Regions from separate parts of the Rattus norvegicus genome. Here region 2 is linked to region 1. A link is a contact called in public Hi-C data. All regions are on one chromosome and are shown on one strand. The core of a region is the stretch at or near the end of the contact, and the rest is flanking DNA. Distances in the headings are between cores, read along the strand shown. Region 1 holds the start of Slc22a6 (solute carrier family 22 member 6). Region 2 overlaps Chrm1 (cholinergic receptor, muscarinic 1).

What was found. A called contact is a pair of places that touch in the nucleus more often than the background predicts.
Region 2: a contact with region 1 is called in a Hi-C map of kidney, with 3 times the contacts expected there. The contact joins the enhancer-like site here to the promoter of Slc22a6 in region 1. A contact is called at or near these places in 2 of 12 Hi-C or Micro-C datasets (kidney and liver).

Annotation. Positions count from the first base shown.
Region 1 is chr1:214,949,892-214,955,292 of GRCr8, reverse strand. It overlaps Slc22a6 (solute carrier family 22 member 6), which reads right to left and starts at 3,196. Exons shown (of 10, transcript NM_017224.2): 1 at 2,783-3,196; 2 at 2,280-2,383; 3 at 1,910-2,064; 4 at 1-99. The coding sequence starts at 3,151. It also overlaps a transcript of Slc22a25 not described here.
Region 2 is chr1:215,008,422-215,013,700 of GRCr8, reverse strand. Chrm1 (cholinergic receptor, muscarinic 1) reads right to left here. Exons shown (of 2, transcript NM_080773.2): 2 at 1,565-4,108. The coding sequence starts at 4,038. The coding sequence ends at 2,656. Among named protein-coding and RNA genes, the nearest start is that of Chrm1, 15 kb to the right of the region's middle. Within about 2 kb of position 2,665, at least 27 of the 93 cell types and tissues checked have an H3K27ac peak or open chromatin away from gene starts, as enhancers often do. A contact at or near this core is called in kidney, where this site is marked.

The sequences.
Region 1 (5,401 bases), core at 1,947-4,446:
CATAGGCGATGCCAGCCAGGAGGAACTGGCCCAGGCTGTAGACATAGCCAATCAAGGTGCCCACATAGGCACGGGTGTGGATAGGCATCCATTCCACATCTGGAAAGGGTTAGAGTAGAAGGGTTGCGAGTAAGTGGGCTGCTGGATGGGAAGAGACCCCCCTCTCCCAATTGTGTTTTTGCCCAACTCTGTAGAAGATGTATCTGTGAGGTTGGGTGCTAGGGTAGGGAGAATGGAGACATTAAGTGGGAGTAAGAATTGGGAATTAGATTCAGGATTCCCCGGACCTGCCCTCTCCATGTTCCCGCTGCTCTTTGGCCCTGCCCCAAGGGCCTGACTACAGCCCCTCTCCCTGCAGAGTTACTCTGTTCGCTCAGTCTGCTGTCAGCAGCAAACACTGCCTCTCTCTCAGTCCTGGGCTGGACTCACCCTCAGTGGTCAGAGCACTACTTTTTTCCATCCTGGAACATCAGTCCAGGTAGGAAGGGGACCACTACTCTGCTAAGGTCTCCAGAGGAAGGGCTGGGCTTCTGGTGGGCTTCTGATTCTGCTACTGGGATACATTTGAATATTGATATTGACTTTGGAGCCTTAAGCATATCTTAGTTCTATCTCAGGCCTACCTAGTTCCATTCATCTAGAGAACTGTGAATTCCTGAATTTCTTCTGGGCTTGAGGGATGACTGCAGGTCCATTTCTTTTCTTCTCCTCATCCCTCAGATTGATTATCTGGGAAATTGTGTGTGTGTGTGTGTGTGTGTGTGTGTGTGTGTGTGTGTGTGTGTGTGTGTAAAATTTACTAGAGGAAACACACTGATGGTTTATTAATAGACTATTCTCAGTCACTAAGTGTGTTTGGTGCATATGATGCTGGTTCATTCTTTTTTTTTTTTTCTTTTCTTTTTTTCGGAGCTGGGGACTGAACCCAGGGCTTTGCGCTTGCTAGGCAAGTGCTCTACCACTGAGCTAAATCCCCAACCCCGATGCTGGTTCATTCTTATTTAGAAATATTAGACTAACCACAATATTAAAATAATTAAGATATTTTATATTATTTTTAAAAATTGAGAGAGATTGGGCGTGGTAGTGTTGCCTGTAATCCTAGCACTTGGGTGGGGGAGGCTGTTATGGGTTGGAGACTACATAGTAACACCAGGTATCAAAACAAAACAAATAAACAATACCAATGAACACATAGTGATATCCGACTTCTTGGCTGGGAGCGCCTTTGGTATTTCTAGATAGGATGTTTCTTTTTTTTAAAAAAAGTACATTTTTTATTTATCCTCTCACTCTCTATCTTTTCCGCATAGGTGTCTGTCTGTCTGTCTGTCTGTCTGTCTGTCTGTGCTTATGTCATGACAAGTGTGTGGAAGTCAGAGGACAACTAACTTGTAGCAGTTGCGTTTTTTTTTTTCTACCATGTTGTTCCTGGGGATTGAACTCCGGTCATCAGACTTGGTGGCAAGTGTCTTTACCCACTGAGATATCTTCTTTGCTATTTAGCCCAGACTGGCCTAGAACTCATTATATAGACCTTTCTGGCTTCATTCTTGGGACAGTCCTCCCGCCTCTGATTCCCGGGCACTGGGATTGTGGGAACATGCTACCAGGCCTTGCCTGTATCACTAGCCTTCAGATTTCCTTTGGACACACTCTTCACTACTCCTAAGGTCTCCCGTGCCCGGCTTGTCTTGGGCACACTGACCACAGAGTCGGCAATCTCATTCCAAGTAAGGGATCAAGCTGGTGTGAGCTGGGGGCTGGGGAAGGCAGTGTTACTGTTGACTGGAAATGCAGATCTAAGGGAGATACTGGGTTGAGAGGAGGTGGGGCTCAGGAGGTGAGGGCTTCAGGAGGAGGTTGGCAGGACTGGGTGGTGAGAGGGGACATGGCGAACAGTCCTCACTTAGTGTCATGCAGTTGATTGCAATGCTAGCCAAAGACATGCCCGAGAGGAGCCGGAAAACGCAGTAGACAGTATAGTTGGGTGCATAGGCTGCACAGGTTCCCGACACAGCTGTCTGCAGGTAGTTCAAGATCAGCACCTTCCGGCGGCCCAGCCTGTCGGGGAGGGAAGACTTGTGTCAGGGGCCTGAGGACTACTGGGAGCCAGGCTGAGCTACACAGAGGAGGAGTAGGTGCCTAGGGTGATGCCCTAGGCTGCAGTTTTCTCAGGAGCTAAGAAGAATCCTGACCCTTGCACTTAAGCCAGCCACCCCTGTCTTAAAACCACTGATCCCAGTTTAGCCCAGCTCTTTGGCTTACCCAGGACTGACCTGTCCGCCAGGTAGCCAAACACCATGGCTCCCAGCAGCACTCCCACCATGTACAGGGACTGGGCCAGCTGGCGGAAAGCCCGATGAGAGCACACAAGGTTCCACTGTGGGGAGAGATAAGCCAGGGTTGGGCACAGAAGAGCCCAAGGCAGGGAAGCCCTTCAACCCCCCCCCCCAGGAAGGTCTGCAGGGTCCGTGTCACCCTCTTTCAGTAATACTTCTCTCTGTAGTTTGTCTCACAGTTCCTGGGAGATAAGAACACTTACAACACTCAGCAACTTCCTCACCCACCCTTTCTACCTTTCTACAAACACCATCCTCTTCAATGTTTTAATTTCATCTTCTGATCTTGGCCCCCAAGAAACTTGACACACACTCTCTCTCTCTTTCTCTTTCTCTCTCTCTCTCTCTCTCTCTCTCTCTCTCTCTCTCTGTATGTCTGTCTGTCTGTCTGTGTAGGAGGTAAAGTAGTGTCACATGGAGAGAAAGCCCCAGATTCTTACCTCAGTCACGATGGTTGAAGGGAAGGTGCTGTTGTCATAGACCCAGCCATCAATGCAGGGCTCTGTGACTCTGGTGCCATTGGCTTCTGTGCCATTGTAAAAGGGTGGTCCCCACTGGGGGGAAGTAAAGCGGAGGCAAGATTCGGGTTGTCCTTGCTTGTCCAGGGGCAGCCAGGCCTCCAGACCTCCATCTTTGCTGAGATTGGCATTGGCAGGTGGGCGGCAGTGATGAGGGGGGATAGCGGCAGTGAAGTTCTGCAAGGTGTTGTGGGAAGCCATCAGCAGTAGGGGAGCAACCACCATGGTGACCTGGATCAACTGGAAGCGTCCGACGCCCCCCACCTGTTTCAGGAGGTCATTGAAGGCCATGGGGCTGGGCCAGGCTGAGTGGTCAATGACTGAGGACCTCCAGTCCTAGGACCTCTGTCTGTCTGTCTGCTGCCCTTTGCCTGAGGAGTGGGGCTGCCACTGCCTCTGCAGCTGAGTGACTCCTGGAGCTGGAGCTGAGCCGGTTCTGTGGCAGGACAGCGGGCTGGTGGGCTGCCCCTCCTTTCTCTCTCCCTCGGTTCTGGCCCTCCCTTGCCCTCGCCTCTTTTCTTCACTTCGGGGGTCTGGACAGCTCAGCTTTCAGGGTCTGCTGGAGCCCTGACTCTTACGTAGGCAGCTTTTAATCTTTGTCCTGAAGACAATGAGTTAAAGTGTGACTTGGTGTCAGGAGGATTAACCCTGTGAGTATTCCTTGTGTCAGTAGAATTTCTCCAAGTGGGTATGAAGGCAAGGGAGGATGGATGAGACTGAGAGTGAGTGGATTTACTGGAGGAGGCCATTTGGGCAGCAGGATGCAGAAGGGGACAAGATGGGACCTCCTGTCTTTCTTCCATCGAGTAGTCTGGGCTCTGGGAAATATGGTGGCCTTCTGAAGGGATTCTGTGGATACCATAGTCTGTCTTCTGGAGTAACACCAGAGAAAGCATAGCAAGTCCTGTTGAACCTGAATGTCACATTGACAGTTAATTTTTTTTAAAAGTACAGCCCTAAGATTGCACAGACCATGTTTCTATCCAAAATCATGCATTGATTTGAAATTGATCTGACTGGGAATCGTGTGTTCATATTTGCTATATTGAGCAACCCTGATCTTTGGTCTTCTGAGGACAAACAACTCACATCTTACAGGGGTCTGACTTTGTACAAATGAAAGAAACACGAGGTCAGAGGTTGCTCTTGAAGGTGTGGGGGCCAAGGGAAAAATCAGACATAACGCGGGATCCCTCTTCTAGAGTCTCAGTTTCACCTTCCTGATTATTCTTTTTTATTTGTTTTTGAAGAAAGCGTCTCACATAGCTCAGGGCGACCTTCAGTTCAATACAGAGCCAAGGCTGGTCTTGTATGGCTCCACCTGGCTCTACCTCCCTGATGCTGGGATTACAAATACAAACCATCACACTGTTTATCTATCGATGTGTGTGTGTGTGTGTGTGTGTGTGTGTGTGTGTGTGTGTGTGTGTGCGTGTGTGTGTGTGTGCATGGAGGTCTGAGGATAACTTGTAGGAACAGTTTCTCTCTTTTTACCATATGAGCTTTGGAGATTAAACTCATGTCATCAGACTTAGCAGCAAGCCTTTGCCTGTCATCTCACTGGCCCCTGTTTCTTTAATCGTCTTGGTTCAATTTTTCCTCCTTGTTGTGTTCTTTATTTCTAAAAATTATTTCACTTATTTCATACGTATTGGTGTTTTGCCTACATGTATATCTGTTCACCATATACATGCCTGGTACCAATCTGGTATCAGATTCTGTGGAACTGGCATTACCCACAGCCACTAAGTCAACTCTTTATCCCCCCTCTTCTATCTATCTATCTATCTATCTATCTATCTATCTATCTATCTATCTATCTCCCATTTATTTATTTATTTATTTATTTATTTATTTATTTATTGGAGCTGAGGACTGAACCCAGGGCCTTGTGCTTGCTAGGCAAGCGCTCTACCACTGAGCTAAACCCCCAACCCCCTATGTATTTATTTTTAAAACAGGGTTTCTCTGTGTAGCCCTGGCTGTCCTGGAACTCACTCTGTAGACCAGGCTGGCCTTGAACTCAGAGATCCGCCTGCCTCTGGCTCTTGAGTGCTGGGGTTAAAGGTGTGAGCCACCACTGCCTAGCTAACTTTTATTTTTCTTAAATGAGCACGAACCTATCTCAGTTTTAGCCTCAAGTTTAGGACCTGACTTGAACTCCTAAAACAGATTTTGGATTGTGAGCCCTGGTTACTCACAGCCAGAGGCAATGTTAACGCTAATTGTATGTTTCTGTTGGATTCGATTGGTTGGATCACAGACTAAGGAGGTTGAGGGCAGGTTGCTGCTCCATGGCTTTGGTTTGTAAGGTGCATCTGACACAAAACACTGAGTCCTGCAGTGAGTTGGTTCTCTTTCCATATTCTCTTACTGTGTGACAAGAGCAAGTTATTAAATTCCTGTCTACCTCTTTCAAGATAGGGATGATTTTTATGTCTCCTTAATTTTGTTCTTGGAGGGTTAAATGAGCCAACATAGGTAAAGAAGCCTTTATTCAAGCGTGCAAGTCTCTGCCTGTAGTCCCAGCTCTTGGGGAGC
Region 2 (5,279 bases), core at 1,416-3,915, 59 kb before region 1:
TTTTTTGGGCGGGGCCCCACCCAGGACCTCAGCCTTCTAGGAGTCTTTTTTTTTTTTTTTTTACCTCCTTCAAACTTAACTTTAATTTGTGCCAAAATCCCCTTGAGGCTGCTGGTTATGGATAGCTGGTTTCCATCCTTGGAATTCCCCTTTTAGTAAACCCATGGTGACCCCAGATTATTTATCTATATAAGTTCCAAGGTGCTGGCAATGTTCCTGGTTTAGACCACTGTTAGCTTAGCAGGCCTTGTCTAGCTCCTCGGAATTGTGGCTAACCACTGGATTATCCAGCCTAGAAGAAAATCTTTGCTTGTCTGTGTACCCTGGAGCACACCGGATAATCTATACTAAGAATATGGCTTGTGATGAAGGTTCTAGACCACACTGTCCATTAAGTCTCTAGAAAGGGCTGGATACTAACTGAGGCCAACCATCTAGGTAGTCAGCCATGTCCTTTCCTGTGCCCATCCTCTTGTAAAACCACCTGACATCAAGGTTCTGGAGGGCTTTTGTGGCTGGCAGTATATCATGTAAGCCGTCATACATCATTGCTGGAGAATTAAGTATTCTGTGACTTCCTGGGAAAGGAACTGGCATTTTGTGCCTGGTTACTCTGGGATTCTGCTCTGTGTGCTTTCTTCTGAACTCTGTCACTGTGACAGTGACAGACTAGTGGCATTGCAGAGTTCTGTATGTTTTCCCAGCAAATCACTGACATCAGGGTTGACCTTGGGACTCCCAGCCACTACTACTGTTGTGGGGTTAATCAATCAATCAATCAATCTCTCTCTCTCTCTCTCAGTATAGAATAGGGAAAGGGAATTAAGAGGGTAGTAGGGACAGAGAAAGGCAGAGGGTGGGGAAGATGAGAGAGAGAGAGAGAGACAGACAGACAGACAGACAGAGACAGAGACAGAGACAGAGAGAGAGAGACAGAGAAGAGAAGTAGAGGCCGGCCATGGGTGCATGGAGACGGGAAAGGGGTGGGGAGGGAATGGGGAGAGAGTGGGGGCAGGAAGGCAAGAGCAGGAGAGGAGCAAGAGAGAAAGTCTCCTTTTCATTAGGCTGTGGGAACTTCTCTTACCAATCCAATGCTTTAGGTTGTGCCCTGACCCTGATTGAATGGTTTGCTGAGTATCCTAGGTCTGTCATCCCTATAGTCTAGAGGTCAGGAGATGTGGACTACGTGGAACCTGGGTGTTGTTTTGTGGTATAATCCTAAATAATTCTTCTGGGTATCTGGGCTTTAGTTCCCCCAGTTACAAATAGGAGTTTGGAGGAGTTCTGTTCTTCCTGGGTATGACAAGCCTAGAGCTGCTATGTACAGAATACATAGGGGTGTTTCACCTAGTCACCTCACTTTCAGAGATCAGGTCTACCTGGTTTAGCACCACTCACCTGAGCCATGGACCCACAGGCAGTGCTGGGGCCCACAGGCTTTAGCCATTCAGTGCTGTCCTTCCTGGATCCACCTTAAATGCTGCAGCTCACATTCTGCATGAAGTTCTTGTGTCTTCCCTGTCTTTGCAGTCCTGGCCTTGGGGCCAAAACAGGGAGGAATTCCTTGTAGTTCCCACTAGTTACGTGGCTTTATTCACAGACTCAGCATATGCTGAGGATGGAAAGAAAGAACAGGGGCCAGGCAGGGCCTGGAGATCAGGGTGGCAGGGAGGCCATGCATGGATTGGATTCAGGAGTTTACAGAAGAGAATCTGCTGGCTGGGCCAGACCTGTGTGGGGCCAGGCTGGAGGAGGCAGGCAGCATGCAGGAGGTCTGGCTAGATCTGCCCAGAGCAGATCCACCCAGGTAATGGCTGTGAGCCAGAAGGGAGGGGCCTAGGTCACTTCGGGGCAGGGAGAGAGGAGAAAGGGTGTGGGACTGGAGCAGGCACCTTACCCCACCCCCACCCCCAGGAAAATGGCATAGAATGGGCCGGTTAGGACACCTGACATCTGGTCCTGATGCTGCTTTGGGACTTGGTGTGTTTAGCCAAGCTGCTCTCCCCTAGTGTCATTGTCCTGCTCACGCTTGGATATTTGTCTTGGAGATGATCCACATAGGGATGACCTGGGGTCATTTGTAAGGAGGTTGAACGATCCTGGAGAGTGTGCCTAGGGCCTACCTGGATGAGCTCTGCCTAGGAAAGGAGGGAATTTCCAGCCAGGGGTCACAACCTCCCTCCCTCCAACACCCCACCCCCTCCCCCCTCCCCGTTCCAAACCTTTCTCTCTGTGCTTGGTGTCATCTCCCAAATGTAGATGCAGTGGGTTCTATGACCACTGCAATCCAGGCCCCCTGCTGGGCCAAGAAAGACTGCACCTTTAAACTACTGGCCGGCCGGCCCACCCCGCTGGCTCCTGACTTCCTGCCTAAACGCAAACAGTCCAAAGCCCGGATCCTCCTGCTGGGCCCATTCCCACACAGCGGGGATCAGAAAACCAGTTCCCCGGGTTTCATTCCCCGTCTGGGAATAGCAAAGTTTGGAAAGCTAGTAGAGTCTCTCTGGGCTGTCCAGGAAGGTGACCCAGGGGCCTGGGAAGCCAGGGGAGTCCTGAGCAGGGCTCTGGGGCTGAAGATGCAGCCCGTTTTTCCGGGACACTTTCCACCGGCCTCTCCCTGGAGCTGGGGTGGAAGGATGCAGGAGAAGGGGGCCGTTAGCATTGGCGGGAGGGGGTGCGGTGCACAGAGCCAGGGCGCTTGGGGATCTTGCGCCAGCGCCTCTTGTCCCAGCGGCAGAGCAGCAGCAGGCGGAACGTGTCCCGGAAGGCTTTGTTGCACAGTGCATAGCACATGGGGTTGACAGTGCTGTTGACGTAGCATAGCCAGTAGCCCAGCTCCCACAGGGTTTCAGGAACACAGTCCTTGCAGAAGGTAGATACCAGCACCATGATGTTATATGGTGTCCAGGTGAGGATGAAGGCCAGCAGGATGGCACTCAGGGTCCGAGCTGCCTTCTTCTCCTTGACCAGTGAGAAGGTCTTTCTCTTGGCCAGCTGTTCCTTCCCTCGGGGTTTTTGGCCCTTGCCGCCTCGGTCTCGGCCTTTCTTGGTGGGCCTCTTGACTGTATTTGGGGAGCTTTTGGGAGGCTGCTTGGTGGGTGCCTGTGCTTCAGAATCTACCATGGGCATCTTGATCACCACTTCTGAGCCAGGCTCCTCACCTTCGGAGGATGTGAGGGACTCCATGGAGCCTTCATCCTCCTCTTCTTCTTCCTTCCAGCTGTAGGCCTGCAGGAGCCTGGGTGCCCGGCAACAGCGGCAGCAGCGGCCTGGAGGCGACTCGGGTGAGCCTTCAGCCCCTGGCTGTGACCTCTCTGAGCTGCTGCTGCTGCCACCACCTTTGCCTGGTGTCTCAGAGCCCTGCAGGGCGGCCAGCTCCCGGGCTCGGTTTTCTGTCTCCCGGTAGATGCGCCAGTACAGTGTACACATGACCGTGACAGGGAGGTAGAAGGCGGCCATGGCTGTGCCAAAAGTGATGATGGGTTGGGAGAGGAACTGGATGTAGCACTGCCCAGCCAGCACTGTCCGCTCCCCAACTAGGTATTGCCAGAAGAGGATGGCTGGGGCCCAGAGAACGAAGGAAACCAGCCATGCTAGGCCAATCATCAGAGCTGCCCTTCGGGGAGTGCGCTTGGCTCGGTAGCTCAGGGGTCGGGTCACCGAGAAGTAACGGTCAAAGCTGATGAGCAGAAGATTCATGACAGAGGCGTTGCTGGCCACATAGTCCAGGGCCAGCCAGAGGTCACAGGCCAGTGTGCCCAGAGCCCAGTGGCCCATGAGCAGGTACGTGGTATAGAGGTTCATGGAGAAGGTGCCAATGATGAGGTCAGCACAGGCCAGGCTCAGCAGGAAGTAGTTGTTGACTGTCTTGAGCTCGGTGTTGACCTTGAAGGAGATGAGTACCAGTAGGTTGCCTGTCACTGTAGCTAGAGACAGGAGGCCTGTGGTGATCCCGATGAAGGCCACCTGCCAGGGACCCTTTCCTGGTGCCAAGACAGTGATGTTGGGACTGACAGCAGGGGGCACTGAGGTGTTCATGGCAGCCGGGTGGGATGAAGGCGCAGCCCCTTCCTCCAGTCACAGGTTTTCCTCAGAGAAAGGGCATCACCTGAAAAGAGAGGACACGAGCTTAGGCTGGGCCACTGGGCACCCTTGGCAGTTCCAACCGGAAGGTACAGCCCGGGACCTTTTAGAGTGCCAGGCTGCTCAGCACCACCTCCAGGCACCAGCACTCACAGTGGCTAACAATGTGCTTTCCAGCCACCAGAAGGTTTGCCGGGAACATGGGGCAGTCCTGAAAAGCTAGGGACCTAAGTCCTCATGCCAGCTTCTGCATTTAGACTCTAGCCTCAGTTTTCTCATTGGAAAATCGCTGATTCCTGTCTTCAAAACTTTTTCATTTATTTTTACTTTATGTGTATGAGTATTCTGTCTACACGTATGTCTGTGCACCACGTGTAAGCAGTGTCTGAGGAGGCCAGAAAAAGGACATCAGATCCCCTGGAACTGAGTTACAGACATTGTGACTGCCGTGTGGGTGCTAGGAATTGAATCTGAGTTCTCTGGAGGAGGAACCAAGTGAGTCCTCTTAATTGCCAAGCCATCTCGCTGGCCCCCATTCCAGTTTTCCTTACATTTCATGTGTCAGGAACTGGGAGAGTTATTTTGTATACAGACCCGAGAAATTTTCCAAGTATTTTGCTCAACATCATTAACGTCTTCATTTAAGAAGGACTTGCTACATGCCAGACACAGTGCTAAGGACCTAATCAAGTTACCTCATCTAACTGTCCTGCTCACCCTTAGCAGGAAGGCCCTGCCATCTCTTTCTTGCTGGAGGCAATGGTGACTGAGCGGCTTCGACTTCTGCTATAGCAACAAGATGGGGAGTGGCATTAGAGCCCATTTCCTCCACTTGCTGTGCATGGGCTGCTCTGGTGTGAGTCTTTCCACCAAAGAAAGAGTGACAGGAAGAAGGAGAAAGCTCCAGAGAAAAGAAGAGGGTTGGGAGTGGTGGTCGGTCGACATCTGTAATCCCTGCACCTGGGAGGTGGAGTCAGAAGGATCAGGAGTTTAAAGTCATCCTCTGCTACACAGTGAATTTGAGGATAGCCTGGGCTACAGTTGAGGGCGGGCAGTGTTGAGACAGGGAATGGGGTCCAGGGGAATGTGTACACGTGTGTTTATGTCTGCACATCCTTCCACGGATTGTATGTATGTGAAGCAGGCAACAGGGACAATGAACTCACCTCCCAGTCAGGTGAGGGTCTGGCCCCATA